Linked DNA regions of Pan troglodytes: region 1 is linked to region 2. Evidence: chromatin contacts called from public HiChIP or PLAC-seq data. All regions are on one chromosome and are shown on one strand. Each heading gives the region's core, a stretch centred on a gene start, on an enhancer-like site or on the middle of the called end of the contact. The rest is flanking DNA. Distances are from core to core; before and after follow the strand shown.

Region 1 (5,646 bases), core at 616-3,115, 160 kb before region 2:
TTTCGCAGGAAGAAAACAAATCTAACGAATAGGAATAACTTCAGGTGATGCTGTTTTCTTCCCGCTTCCTGGGATCACTGTCTTTCCTCTGAAATGGTTTTAATCAGAACCAATCTGTTATACTCAGGAGCCTAAATCAAACACGACATGCAGAGAGACAAACAAGAAAGCAGCAAATGATCTGAGCCACTGAACAAGAAATATATACAAAAGAGTTTTAGGAATTACAGCTGTCACAACTTTTCACCATGGGGCCTTCTCTGTGATTTAGAAAAAACTGCATTTATTTGTTATTAGGATCGGAGACAAGAGAAAAATACCGACCCAAATAGCCACTGGGGAAGAGGGAAGCTCTGATGCCAATTTATGTGGAGGATGGAGCCAAACTGACTCACACACACACACAAAAGTATGTACTGGCATTTTCCACACAGTCCAGGTCACTTGGGAGCTTAGCCAAGGATATTTTGAGCATTCGACTACCTATTGTGAACAAGGTTGGGAACTATGAGGCGCTATGTGGCCCTGATCAAGCTCAGATGGGCCAAATCCTTAACCAAAATTCTCTTTCCCATAAATGTTTATCTCTACATTTCCCACAGAAGGGGATTCTAACTCAGTTTTGCTTCTGAAACCAAACTATCCAAGGCCAGGTGAGATGACTCATGCCTGTAATCCCAGCAATTTGGGAGGCCAAGGAGGGAGGATGCTTGAACTCAGGAGTTCAAGACCAGCCTGGGCAACATAACGAGACCCCATCTCTACAAAAAATTTAAAAATTGGCGCGGTGTGGTCGTATGAGCCCCTAGCCCCAGCTACTCAGGAGGCTGAGGCGGGAGAATCGGTTGGGCTGGGCTGACAGTGCCAGATCCTGTTAAAAAATAAAAATTAAAAAAACTCATAAATTTGGAAACACATCCCCAGCTGAGGGCCGGGAGATACTTCTCAACCGTAATCCAGAACCCTCTAAAATGGGATGTGGAGAGGCTGCAGCCTGTAGTCTTGCGATGACCTTTTAGCACCTGGGCATCTTGCGCTTCTGCCATTCCGCCCACACCCGCTCAGCTCCATCCAAGAGGGCCCGGCAGTTTGGAGTGAAAGCTTAGCTTCCCAACGGGTAAATGAACCTGCCTCCCATTCACAGGGCGGCCTCTGGCTGGACACCTGGGGCCTACTGCCTCCTTGTTACACATTAACCAAGTTCTGGCCTCCATCGTAACAGCGTCAGGGAAGTTTTTTCCTGGCTGACAGCCGCAGATGATGACCGAAGACAACGTCTTAACTGAGACGGGCCAATTTGGCAAATGGACTGCTTTCCTCCCCAGTGCGGGCACCTTCCTCCTCTGTACGGCAACTGGACCCCACTGTCCCCAGCCCTCTGTCACCCCCAAACCTGCCCACCGCCCGCCTCTACCCGACCCTCCCTCAGGGAAATCGGGACTCAGCCCCCAACGCCCCCACCTGCCGCTCTGCCCAGCTGGGCGCACACCGCCAGAGGGCCCAGCCCGCGCACGTGCTTTCGGCGCGCGCCGAAGTCCTCATGCGCCCCGCCCCGGCCTCCCCGTGCGCACGCGCGAACGCGGGGTGGGCCGGGCCTCGCGTAGCCCATCTCCTCTTCCTCCTCGCGGTCGCGGCCGGACGGAGGGTGGAGGGCCCTGCGCCTGCGCGGAGCTGGAGTCCGGCTGGGCCGCAGCCGCTGGGAGACCGGCGGTTGCCGTGGGGACCGGTCGGGCCCCTCCCTCCTCCGGTCCCCCGCCCCAGGTCCTTCCCCACCGAGACGCGCCGGCGGACCGCGGGCGAGTGCAGCCGGTGACCCGGCGAGAGGCGGCGCCGCTCCCAAGATGTCGCAGACGGCCATGTCCGAAACCTACGGTACGAGGCCCGGGCTGGCGGGGCGCGCGGATCGGGCCGCGGGGGTCGTCGGTGGCGCGGGGCCGGGCCTGGGCTGCGGGGGTCTTGAGGGTGGCGGTGGTGCCGGCCGGAGCCGGGGGACGGATCTCGGAGGTGTCTGGGCTTGGGACCGGGATGGGGGACGCGGGCCGCTGGGGGCTCGGGTGGGGTAGCGGGTGCGCGGGGCGCGGGGGGGCTGTGCACAGCGCATTGGCGTGATCCGCCTTTTCAAGTTTCCTCTTGCTCTTTCTCTGCTCTTGCACTCTTAGCGCTTTTCCCCTCTCAGTCTAATGTAAATAACTGAAGGTTTGGAAAGCCAGCTTGATGTTCCGTTTCAGCTGCGATATTATCCCCAGCGAGCCTGTGAAGGGCTTAGGGCGACGCCTGTGTTCCTCAAATACTTCAGTTTGACCTTTCCTGGTTTGGAATTCCTTGCTTTACATTGGGATTACAGTGAGGAGTTATTAATAGGCTAATTCATTCATCTCTTCCTCCGGAGACCTCTTGCTTCGTTTATTTCTCCCTCCCTCTCAGTGTTTTTTAGCCTTTTCTGGGTTGCATTTTGGCTATTTATAAACATGTCTTGTCTCCTTCTTAAGACCGTAAGCACCTTGGAAGCAAAGCCCTGGCTGTTTAATCTTTGTTTCCCCTGCAGCACCCAGACCTGGAGGTGCTTGACAAATACTGTTTTGAATAAGCGAAAGCTTTCCCAGTGCATATGCTGTGTGCTTTTTTTTTCCTCCCCTTTTTTGGCCTTGCGTGGTAAGAATAAACAACTTGTACTTTGTATCAGAGTTGAATATTAATAGATGTTTACCAGTCCCTAATCACTCTTTCAGATGTATGTATTCTCAGATTAAGACTTTGATTTGGAGTTTTACAGTCCCAGAGAGAGGCTCAAGTTCAAAATTACATACCTCAAGCCAAATTAGTCCTGTCTCCATCTGTCCTGGCATGCTGCTTCCTTCTCTGCAACAAATACTGTGGAATGGCATTAGGGAAGCGGGCACCGTGCTGGGAGGGCTGTACGTCCTGCAGAAACACAGCAGACACGGCTCTGGTCTCATAGAGCGTAGTCTATTGAGGGAATGCAGTATTAATCCAATTGTGATACTAATGAGTGAATAATTAAAAACCAGGCAAGAGTTCTGAAGGAGTGTGGTCCGTGAAAGTGTGTTAGAAAAGATGACCCAGACAGGGGTGTCAGGGAGGCATTAACCAGGCAGCACGCAGAACATCTCAGGCCTGTGGGTAACTCAAGAAGGGTGTGTTTTGAGCACCACGCTGGAGAGGTGGATGAGGAGGCAGAGAGGAGAGGGTCTTGAGGAAGGCGTCAGTTTGTCTTGTAAGAAAAAATGGGAACTTTTGGAAGGGCTTCCATGCTGGGGTCACAGTGCATTTGGTCCACCTTCAGTGAGTGACTCCTGTGACTGGTACTGCCCTGTTCTTGGTGACAAAGGGGCATGACATCTGTTCCTAGAAGGCTTAGGAAATCCTCCCGTAAGTCGATGCCTTCATCAGGACAAGTGTTTGCAAATGTTTCTGCAAATGGCAGTGGTCTGGTTCTTCCTGTAGAGAACCACAGTCAGAAATGTTGTAAGGAAAACATGGTCTTTAGCAATTTTTGGTTACATCTTTGCACTTCTTTATTTTCAAGTGCTCTTTAGCCCTTTGCGGCTTAGTTTCTTTAACCTGAGTAAGGAGCACGGAGCACTAGGGGAAGGGTGGAATGTCCAAATAAGAAAAGCAAGTGGGGGTCATGAATCCGTAAGAAAGGATTGGAAGAGTTCAGGAGATAGAGCTTTTATGTTTCATTTTTCGTATACGCATGATAACAACTGATAAAATAGAGCATATCTTTGGCATCTCCACTTCAGACACAGTTAACTGAACTTTTGAGCTTCACAGATTGATTACATTCTGATCATAAGGCTTTGACCATTAGTATTCTTATTTCATGGTAACTTCCAAGTATGTTTTTACTTTGCAACTCTGAATTGAATCTTTTCTTCTAATAGAGGAAATTAATCGAAAACTAGTAGAAACTAATAAATAGAAAATGAGGCCAGAGGTGATGGCTCACGCCTGTAATCCCAGCACTTTGGAAGGCCGAGCTGGGCGGATCACTTGAGCTCAGGAGTTCGATACCAGCCTGGCCAACATGGCGAAACCCCAGCCCTATTAAAAATACAAAAAATTACCTGGGCATGGTGGTACGCTTGTAGTCCCAGCTACTTGGGAGGCTGAGGCATGAGAATTGCTTGAACCCAGGAGGTGAAGTTTACAGTGAGCCAAGATTGTGCCACTGCACTCCATCCTGGGCAACAGAGTGAGACTCTGTCTCAAAAAAAGAAAATGAGTTTTAGAAGGAGCAAGCAGGACAGTAGAAGTTTGCCAAGCTGAAGTAAAAGTCACCTAGAACCAAGTCCTAGGCTGTCACTTTGACGTATCAGTGGCCATATTTATACAGCATTGTTCCTTAAAAGTGAAACAGTCAGGCTCTCTTCTGGACATTTGCCTCTGAGCTGGTGAAGGAATGTTTGCCTAACCTTTAAACTCCTTTGTACTCTGTGCTTATTTGCTCTTCTGTAAAAGGAGGCTCTGTGTAGCTTAACAGAGAGATGAGGAATGAAATGTACTGGGTTTTTGTTTCCCTTTTTTTTTTTTTTTTTTGAGATGGGACCTCGCTCTGTCACCCAGGCTGGAGTGCAGTGACACAATCACGGCTCACTGCCACCTCCATCTCCCCATCTCAAGTGATCCTCCCACTTCAGCCTCCTGAGTAGCTGGGACCACAGGTGCATGCCACCACACCTGGCTAATTTTTTTTTTTTAATTTTTTTTGTAGAGACGAGGTCTCTCTCTGTTGCTCAGTCTCATCTCAAACTCCTGGGCTCAAGTGATCCTCACGCCTCCACCTCCCAAAGTGTTGAGATCACAGGCATGAGCCACTGTGCCCTGCTGAAATGTACTGTTTATGAGCTACCTCTCATTAATGTGTTCATTTAATATGCTTTTTAACATATTAAAACAGTATTTCACCTTCCACAGACTGAGTAGTGTTGAACATTTTTGTTGCTTTGAAGTCACCACATGAATACTATACTTTATGTAATATCGTGAAACAAATTGAAATCTTAGGTTTTGGATGAAACCCTTAGTCTGAATATGAAACAGTTCTACCAAATGCCATTAGATACACTACATTCTTAAAGCCCTGGCCAGTTAGTATGGCTTGGGACTTCCCAAGGAACTCTGCTTCAGCCATCTGAGACCTGGGAGATTACAAATTGGCTGAAAGTAATTTTGATGCTAAGCAGCGATGTTCAGAAAGGAGCTGAAAAGTATACGTAGTGGAAAATGCCAGGAATTTCTTTTAAAATTAAGTGCTGGGGCAGTTCGAGAGTGAGGAAAAATCTAATACAAAATCTCTACATATATTAGAGTTTATGCCGTCTACAATGGGAATAACAAATGAAACAGAAGAATACAATTCAAATTGCTGGTTCTATGCTCATTTTTATTAAAATATACTCTTAATGTTTTTATTTGGTGCTTCATTTTGAAAACAGCACAGTATTACAGTATTTGCCGTATAATTTTGAGAATTATCAGAATATTTTCCTTAAAAATGTATCATTTTAGGCTGTTCAGGTTGAATTGTGTTCCCCAAAATATCTGTTTAAGTCCTAACCCCTAGTACCTGTGAATGTGACCGCATTTGGAAATAAGGTCTTTGCAGATGTAATCAAGTTA
Region 2 (5,992 bases), core at 2,960-5,459:
ATGGTATTATATACTTGTTTTATTAAAATCTTAAATTTTAGCAATATTGTCAACTCTCTTGATATCTGGATTTGACAGTACCATACCTTTTGAGGCCTCAAAGATTTCTGAAGTTTTTCAATAAGCCAGAAAATGAGGGATTAAACATATGACTACGTGGCATGTAACATAGCTATTTTGTCAATTGCAGCTATAAACTTATTTACAAACGAGTTTATTACTTTGAGTCTGAATCCATTATATTTAGGGGCCACTGCTCTTGAAAAACTTGACTAGGAAACATTAAGCTCCCTTTAAGGAATAGGTATTGCACTCTCCCACAGAAATTCAAACTGTTGATAAATTTGATGCCTTTAAAACTTCTTTTGGGGGTGAGAGTGTTCCTTCTCCCCTTGCTTACCTCCCCGTCTTCCAGTGTGAGCCTCAGCTTCCCACCCCTCCGACGCTTCTTTGCTGTCCTTCTTTCTGGAGCTCTCACTTGGCCCTCCCTTGCCTCCTTCCCAGGTCCTGCACGAGGGGGTGTTTCTTTCTACCAGCAGCACCTGGTGTGAAGCAAAGGCCTTCCCCATTGGAGAGAGGCAGTGATGGTCTTCACTTGCAAATTAAAACTCATTTATTAAGCCTGGACATAGTGGCACAGACCTGTAATCCCAGAACTTTGAGGGGCTGAGGCAGAAGTATTACTTGTGGCCAGGAGTTCGAGACCAGCCTGGGCAGCATAACAAGACCCTGAGACCCTGTCTCTACAATAAAAATAAAAAACTGGCTGGACGCGGTGGCACATGCGAAAATATTAGCAACTGGGGAGGCTGAGGTGGGAGGACCCCTTGAGCTCAATTACAGGATACAGTTGGGCTCTGATCACACCACTGCTCTCCACCGTGGGCGACAGGGCGAGACCCTGTCTCTATTAAAAACAAAAACAAAAACAAAATGACTTGTTACATTGCAGAACACAACCCCCTCTCAGATCTGGAGATTCAGTAGGGGAACACCATAGGCGGAGCTGAGACGCCCTCTGAGAAACAGCTCTCCGGCCCCAGCACCATGGTCAGCGCCCGCTGCCTGAGGGGACCCAGGGCCACCAGCGGAGGCCGCCCCGGCAGTGCTGGCAACACTCGGGAGCGCTGCGCAGAGGAAGAAAGCTGCCTCGCCACACCCCAGAGGGTCAAGTCAGGCCACCACTAGCGCCAGTGACCTGGAATGGATCTGATCCACTGGGGAAACCGGCAGGGGAGCATGGGAAGATGTAAGTTTTGTCTTCCAAGGAGCCCATTCATTTGGGGTATCGTGAAAAGTGACTTACGAGGATGTGGGGGATGGGAATCCCTCTTCCTGCTCCACTCCCGCCCCAAGCAAATAAACACGACCACTTTACGCAGCTTAACAGAATGACTTTAATGCTTCTTCAAGTTTTCCATTTTCTTCCACAGGGCTTTGTTTCGAAAAATAACAAAATGAGGTAATAAGTTAATGTATGTACACGTTATAAACACTGTGTCAGTTTACGATGGCAGCAACGGAAGTTGTTACAAAGAAAGTGACTGCGGGGTGGCTGGAGCTCAGCCGCCCCCTCATTGAGAAGATTCGTCGTCCTGAGAAGTCGCGTGCTGGAGGTGGAGTGTGTCTAGAAGCATTTGCGGTGGACGATGGAAGGGCCGGCCTCGTCGTACTCCTGCTTGGTGATCCACATCTGCTGGAAGGTGGACAGCGAGGCCAGGATGGAGCCGCCGATCCACACCGAGTATTTGCGCTCCGGCGGGGCGATGATCTGCAAGACAGCGCGTGAGGTGGGGAGACCTCACCCTGGAGCCCACCCCGCCGACAGCCCGCGCAGGCCACCACCCACCTTGATCTTCATGGTGCTGGGGGCCAGCGCGGTGATCTCTTTCTGCATGCGGTCAGCGATCCCAGGGTACATCGTGGTGCCCCCCGACATGACGTTGTTGGCATACAGGTCCTTCCTGATGTCGATGTCACACTTCATGATGCTGTTGTAGGTGGTCTCGTGAATGCCCGCCGACTCCATACCTGGGGACCGCGGGGGGGAGTGTGAGCAGAAGCTCGGGGCGCCGGGGGCCGGCGGGGCCTGGGGGCCGGCGCGAGGGCGAGCGGGGCTCACCGATGAAGGAGGGCTGGAAGAGCGTCTCCGGGCAGCGGAAGCGCTCGTTGCCGATGGTGATGACCTGCCCGTCTGGCAGCTCGTAGCTCTTTTCCAGGGACGAGGAGGAGGCGGCCGTCGCCATCTCGTTCTCGAAGTCCAGGGCCACGTAGCACAGCTTCTCCTTGATGTCGCGCACGATCTCGCGCTCAGCTGCGGAGGGCAGAAGCAGGAGAGGAGCCCTCACTCAGGGGCCGCCGCCGGCCCTCCCGCCCGGGGTGCAGGGGCGCCGCGCACCTGTGGTCACGAAGGAGTAGCCACGCTCAGTGAGGATCTTCATCAGGTAGTCGGTGAGATCGCGGCCTGCCAGGTCCAGGCGCATGATGGCGTGCGGCAGCGCGTAGCCTTCATAAATGGGCACGTTGTGGGTGACGCCGTCGCCGGAGTCCAGCACGATGCCTGTGCGCGCGCGGGAGAGAGTGAGTGGCTGGGGGCGAGGCCGAGGCTAGGCGCTCAGCGCTAGCGGCGGGGGCGGGGGCGGGGGAGGGGACTGGGGGCAGCGGGCACTCACCGGTGGTCCTGCCGGAGGCGTAGAGGGACAGCACGGCCTGGATGGCCACGTACATGGCGGGCACGTTGAAGGTCTCAAACATGATCTGGGTCATCTTCTCGCGGTTGGCCTTGGGATTGAGGGGGGCCTCGGTGAGCAGGGTGGGGTGCTCCTCGGGAGCCACGCGAAGCTCGTTGTAGAAGGTGTGGTGCCAGATCTTCTCCATGTCATCCCAGTTGGTGATGATGCCATGCTCGATAGGGTACTTCAGGGTCAGGATACCTCTCTTGCTCTGAGCCTCGTCGCCCACGTAGGAATCTTTCTGACCCATACCGACCATGACGCCCTGCGGAGCCGAGACACCACGCACCCGTTAACGCCGCTCCGGGTGGCACCAGGCTGGGTTACGCGGGGACCCCGAGCCGGCTCCCTCTGCGGAGGGGCAGCCTGACCTGGTGTCGGGGGCGGCCCACGATGGACGGGAACACGGCCCTAGGGGCGTCATCCCCGGCGAAGCCGGCTTTCACCAGGCCGGAGCCATTGTCGCACACGAGGGCGGTGGTCTCGTCTTCGTCGCACATTGTGTCTAGTTTCTGCAAGGACAGGGAGACCGCGAAGAGGCGCGGTGCATCAGCGCAGAAGTCTCAGCGGCAGGGGGGTAGGCCTGGCTGGCCCCGACGTCCTCCCTCCCCAGGAACCTGGGGACATCCCCTGCCGGAGCCACTCAAATTCTGCCAGAGCGGCGACCAGGGGTTCTCTTCCCGACCTTTGCCCCGGCTAAGGGCTGCCCTGCACCAGGAAAAGGGGCACAGGGTCGTGAGACCCCACTGAGAAGTCCTCTGTCCACATAGCCAGGGGAACATGTTCCCCAAGACCTGTCCGCCCTCCCTGCCTGACACCTGCTCCAGGAGCTGGACGCTAGTGCCCATCCTCTCTGCGCCTCCCTGACCACATCTGTCACGTAGGAAGATAAGGCCTCAGCACTGCCTGCTCGCTGGGCCAACGTGAGGGTGGAAGGAGATGCCCATGGGAAAGGCGTTGGCACCCCATCCAGGGAAGAGTGGCCTGTTAGGAACCCTATGACATTTCAAACTCAGAAAGGGCCTTTTCGCCTGTTGGAAACCCAGAGTGGGTGGTCCTGGCTGCTCGCTCATTCGCTCTAGCGCTAGTTTGGAAGGGAACTGCCTCGGCGACAACTAAAGCAAAACGGTTTATCTCCCTAGGCACATCCTACATGCCAGGTAAAGGAGCCCAAAGGGGCTAGAGAAAAATTTGGAGAAGTCTAATTTCCAGAGGCTGACTGTCTTGTCTCCTTTTTAAAGCGCGTGTGGCTCCGGAGACGAGGCACAGCGCTCAGGGCGCAGGCCTGGGGCTGACCAGGTGAACCGACTGGGTTCTGCCCCGGAGTCCTTCAGGTTCCCCTCGGTAGTGCCCTGTCCCCCTGTCCCCTCCCAACTCCTGCCCTACCTGGGCGGGTAGCTACAACTGCTACTCTCGGCTCGGGCCCTGGTCGCCGCGGGAGGGAAGCGAGGCTTCACTTGGCGCTGTCCGCTGCGGTGGCCGCTTGTCCCTCTGCTCAGGTTTTATATAGCCCGCGGGCATTCCCTCCGCGCCACCCCGCAGGAATGTCGCTGCCCTTCTCGAGCCATATTTGGGTGTTGGGCACTAGAGCCCCCTCCCTCGGCCGGTTCGCGGCCTGGGACCCCGCCCGGGTCCCCTGCGTTGACCAAAGAAGGAGCGGGTTGGCCCGGTCCCAGGTAACGCGGGCCGGGCCGTATATGGAGTGTCTCCCTAGCGGGTTTGCCCCTCCTGACCCGACCCAGTTGCCCGCTGGAGGGGATGGGGTGGGGCGAGGGTCACCGCGTTCGCCGGCGGGTGCATGTGTGCGCCTGCGCTCCGGGAACCGCACCTGTCCCAAAGGCCTCCCCAACCATGTCCACTCTGAGCGCCCTGGGCGCTCGGGAAGGTGCCTGACTGCTGACTTCCAATATTTCAACTCCTCTTCGGGTTCTTTGCTCAGATCCCCAAGCTCCCACTCGCGACTACCGGGAAGAGGGAGACGTGTAGAGTGGTGGGCTTGGGAGGATTGGAGAAGCAGTCACTCCTGAGTCTCAGGAAGGGAAGGAAGGCGAACTCCCTCTCCTTTACGCCCCTGGAACTCCATTTCTCTCTTCCCACCCCCGAGCTCCCTGAATCCAAAAAGCTGAGCCACGTCGACCCCTTCCCCCACCGCAGAGAGGGCCACCGGCGGCCGGAGGGAGCGCAGCTGTCGCAGGATAGACAACTGGCGGGGGGAGGCGAGGGCGGAGCGCCGGGGAGGAGGCGCGGGGGCTCCCGGGGATAGGCCTGTCAGGCGCAAAGCCTGAGCACACGGAGCTGTCCGCCTCAGGGACGCGCAGCGCCCTTGGGTCTCCTAAAGGGATTGAAGGGGTGAGGGTTCCCCTCCTGTAGGACGCACTGGCCCCAGGTTTTGGTGGGCTGAGGCCCTCCCCCAGCCTCTTTGGTGGCACTATGTGTGTCCCTCTCCTGGGGCTGAAAGACAAGGGTCACAACCCAGGACTGGCTAGACCTGGAGTGGAGGTAGAGATGGGTGAGGGGCTCTTCCTAGATGAGGCTTTGCTGGTCCTTCCTCCCAATAAATTGGAGGGGGTGGGGGGACAAGGACGCGGCACTCTAGGATGGGTGGCAGTTTTTCCTTCTGCAAAGGCTGAACAAACTCATCTTTATATTTAGAGGATGATGCCTGCCAAGGCCGGGCTGCCTCCCAGTCCACCTTGGAGTCATCATCTACCAGAGCCTGCTGCAGGTTCTATTTATATCACTGATATATGGGGCTATGCCTTTCAGATTTTCTAGAAGGATTTGGAGCTACTTATGGTAAAGTAGAGTGGGGGTCAGCAGAGGTTACCCAGTTGGTGCCTGTCTCTCTCTCTCTCTTTTTTCCCTAAGACAAGGACAGTTCTAACCTTGTGGAGGGCACAGGAGGAGCAGTCTTCTGTGATGAACTCAGGGACATGCTTTAAGGGGGTACATCAGTGATGTGGTGTGGGCCAGAACAGAATCACTCATTTTTCGGATGTGCTTAAGTGCTCCTAAAATAGTTGCAATTCACTTTTGGTAGTGGAACCCAGCAACTGGGACAGGTGTGGATTCTCTAAAAGGGGGATGGAAGCATATGCGACCCTCCTCTGTAGCCCACATCATGGCAGTTCATCCTAAAAATAAACAAGTATTAACAAAAATGTTTTAGTGAATAAAATGCTACCTTCCTAAAAATGATCAGTTAAAAAATAAGGAGTTTGACTAGTATAGGGACTATGTGGTGAGTATAGTCTCCTATG

What was found. HiChIP or PLAC-seq counts read pairs in DNA pulled down with a chosen protein or histone mark.
Region 1: an H3K4me3 HiChIP or PLAC-seq map of stem cell-derived excitatory neurons shows a contact between it and region 2, with 7 times the contacts expected there. The contact joins the promoter of LOC129136149 here to the promoter of ACTA1 in region 2. A contact is called at or near these places in 2 of 7 Hi-C or Micro-C datasets (both in induced pluripotent stem cells) and 1 of 1 datasets of contacts at active chromatin or transcription factors (stem cell-derived excitatory neurons).

The regions. Positions count from the first base shown.
Region 1 is chr1:19,919,777-19,925,422 of NHGRI_mPanTro3-v2.0_pri, reverse strand. LOC129136149 (putative HTLV-1-related endogenous sequence) reads right to left here and starts at 1,865. Exons shown (of 2, transcript XM_054659929.2): 1 at 1,462-1,865; 2 at 1-88. The coding sequence starts at 1,858. The coding sequence ends at 75. RAB4A (RAB4A, member RAS oncogene family) reads left to right here and starts at 1,650. Exons shown (of 8, transcript XM_016940561.3): 1 at 1,650-1,872. The coding sequence starts at 1,842.
Region 2 is chr1:19,757,645-19,763,636 of NHGRI_mPanTro3-v2.0_pri, reverse strand. It overlaps ACTA1 (actin alpha 1, skeletal muscle), which reads right to left and starts at 4,209. Exons shown (of 7, transcript XM_016940594.3): 1 at 4,119-4,209; 2 at 3,104-3,244; 3 at 2,673-2,997; 4 at 2,399-2,560; 5 at 2,123-2,314; 6 at 1,850-2,031; 7 at 1,374-1,771. The coding sequence starts at 3,232. The coding sequence ends at 1,628.